2 separate regions of the Drosophila melanogaster genome follow, and region 2 is linked to region 1. A link is a contact called in public Hi-C data. All regions are on one chromosome and are shown on one strand. The core of a region is the stretch at or near the end of the contact, and the rest is flanking DNA. Distances in the headings are between cores, read along the strand shown.

The links. A called contact is a pair of places that touch in the nucleus more often than the background predicts.
Region 2: a Hi-C map of the Kc167 cell line shows a contact between it and region 1, with 1.8 times the contacts expected there. The contact joins the promoter of CG2278 here to the promoter of UbcE2H in region 1. A contact is called at or near these places in 4 of 107 Hi-C or Micro-C datasets (the D17-c3 cell line, the Kc167 cell line, cellular blastoderm embryo and 1 more).

What each region holds. Positions count from the first base shown.
Region 1 is chrX:8,092,022-8,095,846 of dm6, forward strand. It overlaps UbcE2H (Ubiquitin conjugating enzyme E2H), which reads right to left and starts at 2,043. Exons shown (of 2, transcript NM_167145.2): 1 at 1,754-2,043. It overlaps CG2258, which reads right to left. Exons shown (of 9, transcript NM_001298071.1): 9 at 2,229-3,825.
Region 2 is chrX:8,168,460-8,172,284 of dm6, forward strand. It overlaps CG2278, which reads right to left and starts at 1,807. Exons shown (of 3, transcript NM_001298080.1): 1 at 1,031-1,807; 2 at 507-961; 3 at 1-435. The coding sequence starts at 1,437. It overlaps slpr (slipper), which reads right to left. Exons shown (of 8, transcript NM_001201630.2): 8 at 1,770-3,825. The coding sequence ends at 3,123.

The DNA of each region.
Region 1 (3,825 bases), core at 793-3,292:
CCCTATCCACATATATCAGCCTACATATGTGTGTGTTTTCGTTTTCGCTCGTTTTGTTGTCTACTTCAACTAGTTACTGAAAATTAACTGGCAACAGAGTTTCGAGCCCCCAAAGCAGAAAGCAGAAAGCAGCGCACGTTGGAGCTCACGAGCATCTGACGGCGACAGCGACGCCAGCATAAAGCAGAGAGCGACAATCGGGAGAGCAAGCGCAAAAGAGAGAAGGTTGGTGGGGGCTGACGGGTGGAAGAAGAGGGACGAGGGAGAGAGAGATTGCTGAGTGCAGTACACGGGAAAAACTAAACTGCGATTCAATTTCAAATTAGAAATATATTTGCGTATGGCAGCTCCAAACACTTAATGAGTACTTAAATAAAGGCAATATAATTATAAAAAAGTAATAAAATAGTTACCAAATTCCTCATATAAACATATTGAAAACGGTGAAATAGAAACAAAATGTAGTCTGCCGAATATATTGCATACTTCAAGGCAAAACCAGATGGTAAATGGAATAAATTTGTTAGCTTCTTTACGTTAAATTTTTAACTTCTTATGTGGCTCTTTTTTCTTAGTGTAATGGACCCCCTTCAAAGGAAAATCATAATAACAAAGCGATGAGCAACAACAAATTGGACGAAGAGAGCCCCTAAAGTAAAGCAAAGCAAAGCAAAGAAAAGCTATAATCAAGGACAGCGACAGCTGTGAAATGCAGCAAAGGCAAAGCAAAGCCAGAAAAACAAGAAGCTAGAGAAAGAAATGAAACGGGAAATGGTAATAGGAGGGGGAGTGGGCTGAAAGGGTAGAGAGACGGGAGAGGCTAAAAAGCCGAAGTGGCGATGCCCTTCAAAATTGCACACATGTCACTGCCTTAGTGTGTGCGTGTGGAGCCTAGCAACAAAATATATACAAATACACATGCCAAAAGCAAATGAAGGAGGAGATTTAACGAGGTCAAATGCAACGGTTAAGCGAAAGGTTCGAAAGCAAACTCAAAATCAAAGTCAAAAATTAGGAAGACGTCTTAGTGGATTTCGTTTTTCGTGTTTTTGCAACCTCCCCCCACACATGCATAATGGGTCATTGACTGCACATGTGTGTGTGTGTACGCTTGTGTGGGGGAGGGGCAGAAAATGGTAGCAAATTGTTGTTGATGTAAAAGCATTCAATTTATTACTCAGCTTTAAAGCGCACATTTAATTGTTCGTGCTGATAAGACTTTTGAAACGCAAAACAGGGGGAGAATCGAAAACACAACGCAATAAGCAGGCCAAAAGCAAAGTGCGTAGTTTTCGGGTAGGTGGGGTAGGGTGGTGTGCAAAAGGGATGGCAATAGCACAACAAAGAAAATATTGCAACTAAGCTAACGGGGGAAGTTATAGAGATCCACATGTATATGTATATGTACAAATGCACGTTCTCAGCTTAGGGCTCCCGACTAACGGCGAATTGCTGGAAACAGAGGTAAATATGTATGTGGCGATTGGAAGTTTGATTTTGAATTCAAGGCAGCAGAATGCGAAATTAGAGAGAGAGGGCGATGGGGATTGCGGGCGCCAAAGAGAGATGGAAAACATTCACAGCTGTGCGGGGGTCAAACTGCTATTGTTGTTGTTGTTCGTCTATGGCTGATGATGTTGTTGTCGCACTCTCCCACACACACACACACTCGCAAATATCCGGGATATATTTTAAATATAAAGTAATTCTATTTTTCATCAAACAATTATGCATACACACACATATTCTGTACCTTTTTATTTTGATTTCTCTCGGTGTGTGTATATTTGCAGTTGCCTCCCGTTTTAGTTGTATTGTTGTTATTGTTGCTCGTGGGTGGTGTTATTGTGGACTGACGGTCGCCGTCGATTCTTACGCTTCGATACTTCTCCACATTTCCGTTTAATCACCGTGATTCCCTGTGCATTTTCCTAGATACTTCGTGTCTAATTACTTAATTAATTTTGTTTTGTTTTCCGGAATATGAAAGACTTGGAAAATTTGTAGTGTGACCAGCGCCTGCAGAGTGTGACCATTGATGACCGTTAAAATATACCGCAAGATTCTCAAAATATACCACTGAACAAAAGTGGTTCAAAGCTTCAATGGCCACAAGTCGAGTTTCAAACCTAAATTATTCTGCGTACAATTTTCAAAAAAAATCAGCTTTCAGAATTTGAAATTTAAACTCGTTGAATGTATACTTGAATTTTTGCATTTATTATTTTCATCTCTTACAATTGTAATTTCGTTCCGTTACATTTTGAATGCGTTTATTAAAACTTGTAATTTGTTTGGTTTTCTGTATTTAGGATCTCTATTTCGTGTTAAAAAATGAGAGGATAACAATCTTTTAAATTAGCTCTATTTGCTTGACGTAAAACGTGTTTGTTTTTGTTAACGTAGTACTTTTAAACATCAATTGTTTTTATTGCAGCTTCGTTTACTCTTTGCCTTATTGTTTTTATTTATTTCTTTTATTTTTCTTGCAAATACCGAGAGTGTTATTTAAATTCAAAATCGAAAGGTACAATTCGTGGCTAATATTGGTTTTAGTTTCTGATTTAGTTTAGTTTTTAACTGTTTGTAAATACTCCTATTCGTTATGAAACTTGGCAAATTAAATTCGTTCATGAATCAGCGCAGCTTGTCTCAATTTTAATATTAATTTAAAAATTAGATCCATACAGGGGTTTTTAAATAGATCTTTTAATATTATGCTCATGCGTTTTGATTAAAATTGGTTTCTTAAACAATATAACAATGGGAATCTCTAAAACTTAAATCAAATTGGATCGCAATGGTTTTAAGGGGGGAAACCACAATAGAAATTTATGGCAAAATGTTGAATTTTATAATTACGTTAACTTTTACTTCAATTCAGGCTGAGGCGAATTTTCAATTTTTTCCTAAGCTATAGGCAGTGTTTTCTAAACCACTTTTCGTTAACTGAAGGGGGTGAAAACTTAAAAGGGTATTGCTTTTTTAAAGTGGAATGATATCAAGATTTCTATACTACGTTTAAGGTAACCAAATCCAATGAAGAATATATATCATATGTGGTTTCCGCCCTCTAATTTTGTTTCATTACTAATCTGGTCTAAAATGTTAATTTTCATTTGAGCTTCGTTGTTTTAACTTTTAAGATTTATAACTGTGACGTAACAATAACAAAGATAGGCCATTGAAATCTGTCCAAAACTCTTTATGTTGTTATCTTGTTGGCTGTATGTGTTTATATAGAGATAGATATAACTTATCCCAGCGGATCGTGCTATCAGAAATAAATACAATATTCCTGCTTTGAAACTAGATTGAGAGGTCCTAGGCCTCTTCGAATCTAACTACTAAATAACATAACAAATACAATAGAGTTGCCTTAAAATTAAAATTTAAAATTATGGATCTTTTCGTTGGATCCGCTGGGAATTTTGTGTTGTTATTTTTTCTTGATAAATAGTGAGAGATATATAGAGAAAATGTGGCTGGTTTGCTGGAGGTTAAAACCCTATAGTTCAGAAAGAAAAGGTATTAACAAGTATTACAAAAAAAAATAAAACTGGTACTGCAATAATTTGTTTTAATATAATTCGGAATTCTGTATACCTTCAAAATGCAAGTGCCACAGTGTGTTCGTGTCTTTTAGTGAGTGAGAAATGCAAATGGTTGTCCTAACTTTCAATGCTCTTGCATAGTTAATTATTTTCAATTTCCAGCCTCCTTAGCCTCCAATTAATAAGTATTTGAGCTTTAACAATTGTCAATGATTTCCTGTTCGGCTTAGTTCTCCATCTCATAGATTATATAAACAAATTTAACATTATA
Region 2 (3,825 bases), core at 557-3,056, 76 kb after region 1:
TGTGGATGAGGCGGTTCAGTAGCTTGGGTGATCCTGCATACAGTTCCTGCTTTGTCGGCGGCGGCACCTGGTCAAGCTCTCGTTCCCGCTCGCATTCCCTCTCGTACTCCGCATTCAGATTGAGATTGTTGTAGTCATAGCACAGCAGCTCTTCGTGCTCCAGCAGTACATTCGAATTGTTCGAAACGGTTGAGGGAGTGCGTCGGTGTCCGGCCGCACTTACGCCCATCTGTGGCACCCGCGGTGGTGGTGTACGGGTCTGGCTCACCGGACAGGGAACGGTCACGGGCAGCGGCACCACTGGTGGCGCCTCATACTGGTAGTCATAGTAGTCCGGCAGGCGATGGTTATAGTCGTAGGAATAGTCCGGATACGATTTACAGTCACGCTCGTAGCTGTAGTTCAACTCCGGCCGGTATGGAAAGTAATTGGAACCTATCAACGGGCAATTAGTATATTTTAAATTGGAGGATTCTCCTCGAATGTCTAATGGCTTGCCCACTCACCGAAGTAACCATTTCGGTAGTTTCCCCCATCGTTGGAGTAACTGGGTCCGTTTCTCAGGTAATCGGCTGGCGCATAAAGTGGCGGTGGACCAATGCCACCGCCCACACGAAACTCCTCGAAGACATCCGCTTGAGGATTGGCATTGCCAAAGCTGCTGTTGCTCAGCTTACGCCGTGGCGATGGCGTCGGTGGCTGGGTTCCGGCATACAGTGCACTCACCACGGCTGGCGGCTGTGATGGCGCTACTGTTGTCACCACGGCCGATGGAACTGGCTGTGGCTGGTGAGGATGATGATGATGGTGCTGCTGCTGTTGCTGTTGCTGCTGGTGGTGATGGTGCAACTGATGCTGTGGTGTCCGCTGCACAGGTGTGTAGTACGGCTGACTGCCTCCGATGCGCCGGGCCAGAGATGTGGGCTGCGATTTGCTGACCGGAGCTTCAATGCCACCAAATCTGGGGGGCAGGAATAGAGTATATAGTGTATAAAGAATTCGCGCTCTTTCGGATTCATTTAGCACTTACCTTGCTTGTGTGACTATCTTACGTGGCGTGCTTTCCCTGAGCTCCTGCTGCTTCAGTGGCACATTTACTTCCAGTTCCAGGATCTGTTCCGGCAGTGAATCCTCCACCACCTCTTCCGTTCCGGTAATCGCTGCCTTTGGTGCCGCCTTCAGAGCTGGCACTTCGCTGAGCAAAGTCGGATGCACTGGCGACACGTTCGACATGCGAACATCATATCCGGCCGCCACTCCGGCCAGCAGGGATGCCATGTTGTACAGCAACAGTTCGATCACGGAAAGCTTCGGCTTGCGCGCCGAATCGCCGGCATAGAGTGTCGGCAGTGGCACGTTGCTGGTGAAGCGGCTGAGGAGATATGGCGATGGCGACATAATCGGCATGTTGGTGGCACCCGGACGCCAGTTATCCATCTTGCTATTGCCCTGGTAGCCTGGTCGGTCCGATCGGCAGCATTCCAAGGCGGATATGAGACATGATTGAGTTACGGCATATGGTTGGTACTGGCTTGGGGGAACGATGGCTGGGATATGGTCGGTAGTCGGGTGGTAATCGGATAGTCGGAGGCGGGGGGTACAAGAGTAGTTGGATAGTAACCGCAGGCAACACCAAAGTTTAACCACCGCATACCAAGGAGACTCTGTTCGTCCTATATTAATAGGTTAATCTCTCTCTCTCTCTCTCTGTCCAAAATTGTGGATTGTGCTCATGCACAGAGAAAATCCATTCTTCATTCAGTCATTTTCACGTTAAATTGACATTAAAAGATAGCTTCACTTTAAATAAGTTTAAGTAATTTAAATGTTAGTTTGGATCATTGGACTTTCTCTGTGCTTTTTAGCTGCGAGGCAATCAAAACTGGTCGGCAGATTGTCTTAAGTTGGTTTTATTGTCGGATTTCTGTTTCTGGGTATTGGTTCTTCTTTTTTTTTTGTTTGTTTTTTTTTTTGGGGTTGGCTTGGCCCCAACATGGAAAATACAATAATATACAAAGTACATTGAAATAGAATCGAGCACTAAACGTAGAATGAACAAATCGTAAAATGAAGTATAAATATACAATTGAAAGTTTTCATAAAAATAATACAAAAAAATGATCATTTCCTTTTCGTTTCATCATCGTTTTTTGATCACAGGTTTTTTTTTCTTTCTTTCTTTTGCGCGATTATTCTTGTGCTTTTTTTTTTTTTTTTTTGTAGAAATAAATCATAAATAAATAAAATGGAAAACCCGATTGCATAATAAATGTATGTAAATAAAACTGTGCTCAAAATACCAAAAAAGTCGAATATCAAATTAAAATTAATGTGCACCGCAACTTTTCGTTAAGTGTACTTAAGCCAAACGAAATGCCGCAAGCGATGGAAATTTTGGAAAATATCTCTTACAAAGATTGAGGGGGTGAAAAAAAAGGAGGAAGGACTCCAAAAAAATGTTCGAGTTCCTACAAAACTAGAACTTAGTTCAACTAAGATGTGTGTAATGTGTAATGTGTAAGGACGCACTTACGCATCGGTATAAATATAGCTTAATGTTAATCCAATTGTTACACATTTATGTATATGGTTTAGTTCAATATATTTTGCCATTGGCCCATGCACACGTTTTTTCTCTCCGTGTCTGTTTGTCTACGTACAAGCGGCGTTAGTCTATCTATCCGTTTGATCCTCAAAAGTTCGTCCTCACTTCTGTGCTACACATTGCAATTTTCTAGCCACTCCTCTGGCACAAAAAAAAAAACAAAACAAATCACTGGACTAATTAGGGATTAACTTGATTTGTGAATTTCGCACAACATATTGCATTCGTTAGGAACAATTCGGTTATTATGAAATGCCAACCGCGGACAGAGGGGTTTTTTGTTTAGTTCTATGATTTCGTTAGACGGAAAGAATTCGGATAGGTATCTGTATCTCTGGGCCCTACTAATTTCACACATTAGCTATGGCTAATCCTCGCCTGCTGTTTCATCTCTTCGCTCTTCCTTTGCGTCTGACTTAGTCTACAGTTTTAATATAAAACAATGAGCTAATTAGGCGGTTCTCATCTGGCGGCCAACTCCAACAGCAACACTGCAGCACGGCGCACAACTGGGACTTTAGCATCGCTCCAGTTGCTCGCAGGATTGCGTCTGCGGCTTTTTGCCTTTGCGCTTCAAAGAGCGACTGCTGCCCCCCATCGCCAAATCGGTTTGATAGGGATCAATGGCACAGAACTCGGGTCCACCGACCATGTTGTGCTCCGCCAGCTTGCTGTACTTCTTTCGCGAGCGCGTAAAGAGATTGAAAAGGGCACGGATTTTGCTCGATCCAGCCGAGTGATGCTGGTGCTGGGGATCATTGTGGTCATCATGTTCATGGTGCTGTCCCTCGACTGGCGCCTCAACAGACTTGGATTTGGTTATGTGCTTGGGCCGTTGCTTCTTTTGGTTCTTGGTCTGCTGGCGCTGTTCCTGGGCCCGCAGCTTAATGACATCGGGATGCGGCTGAACATCTTGCATCCGACGCGTATTCAGTATGGAGTTCTCCTGCATGTGATAGCCGTTCACGGCTTCCGTAGAAGCAATGGACGGTGAGGCGGACGCAGTGGTGGACGATGAGGACAGCGATGGCGAGGCGGAGCGGTAGGTGGCGAAGCTAATTGAGGCACTGGATGTATATAGATCCGATCTGGCAGTCGTTCGCGGCGTGGCCACAAAATCGGGCTCTTCGAAACTGACGCTCTGGAAGGTCACTGAACTCTTGCGCGACGTGGTGGAGTTCTGGCGCATCTGACTGGCGGGCACTTGACACTCATCGTCG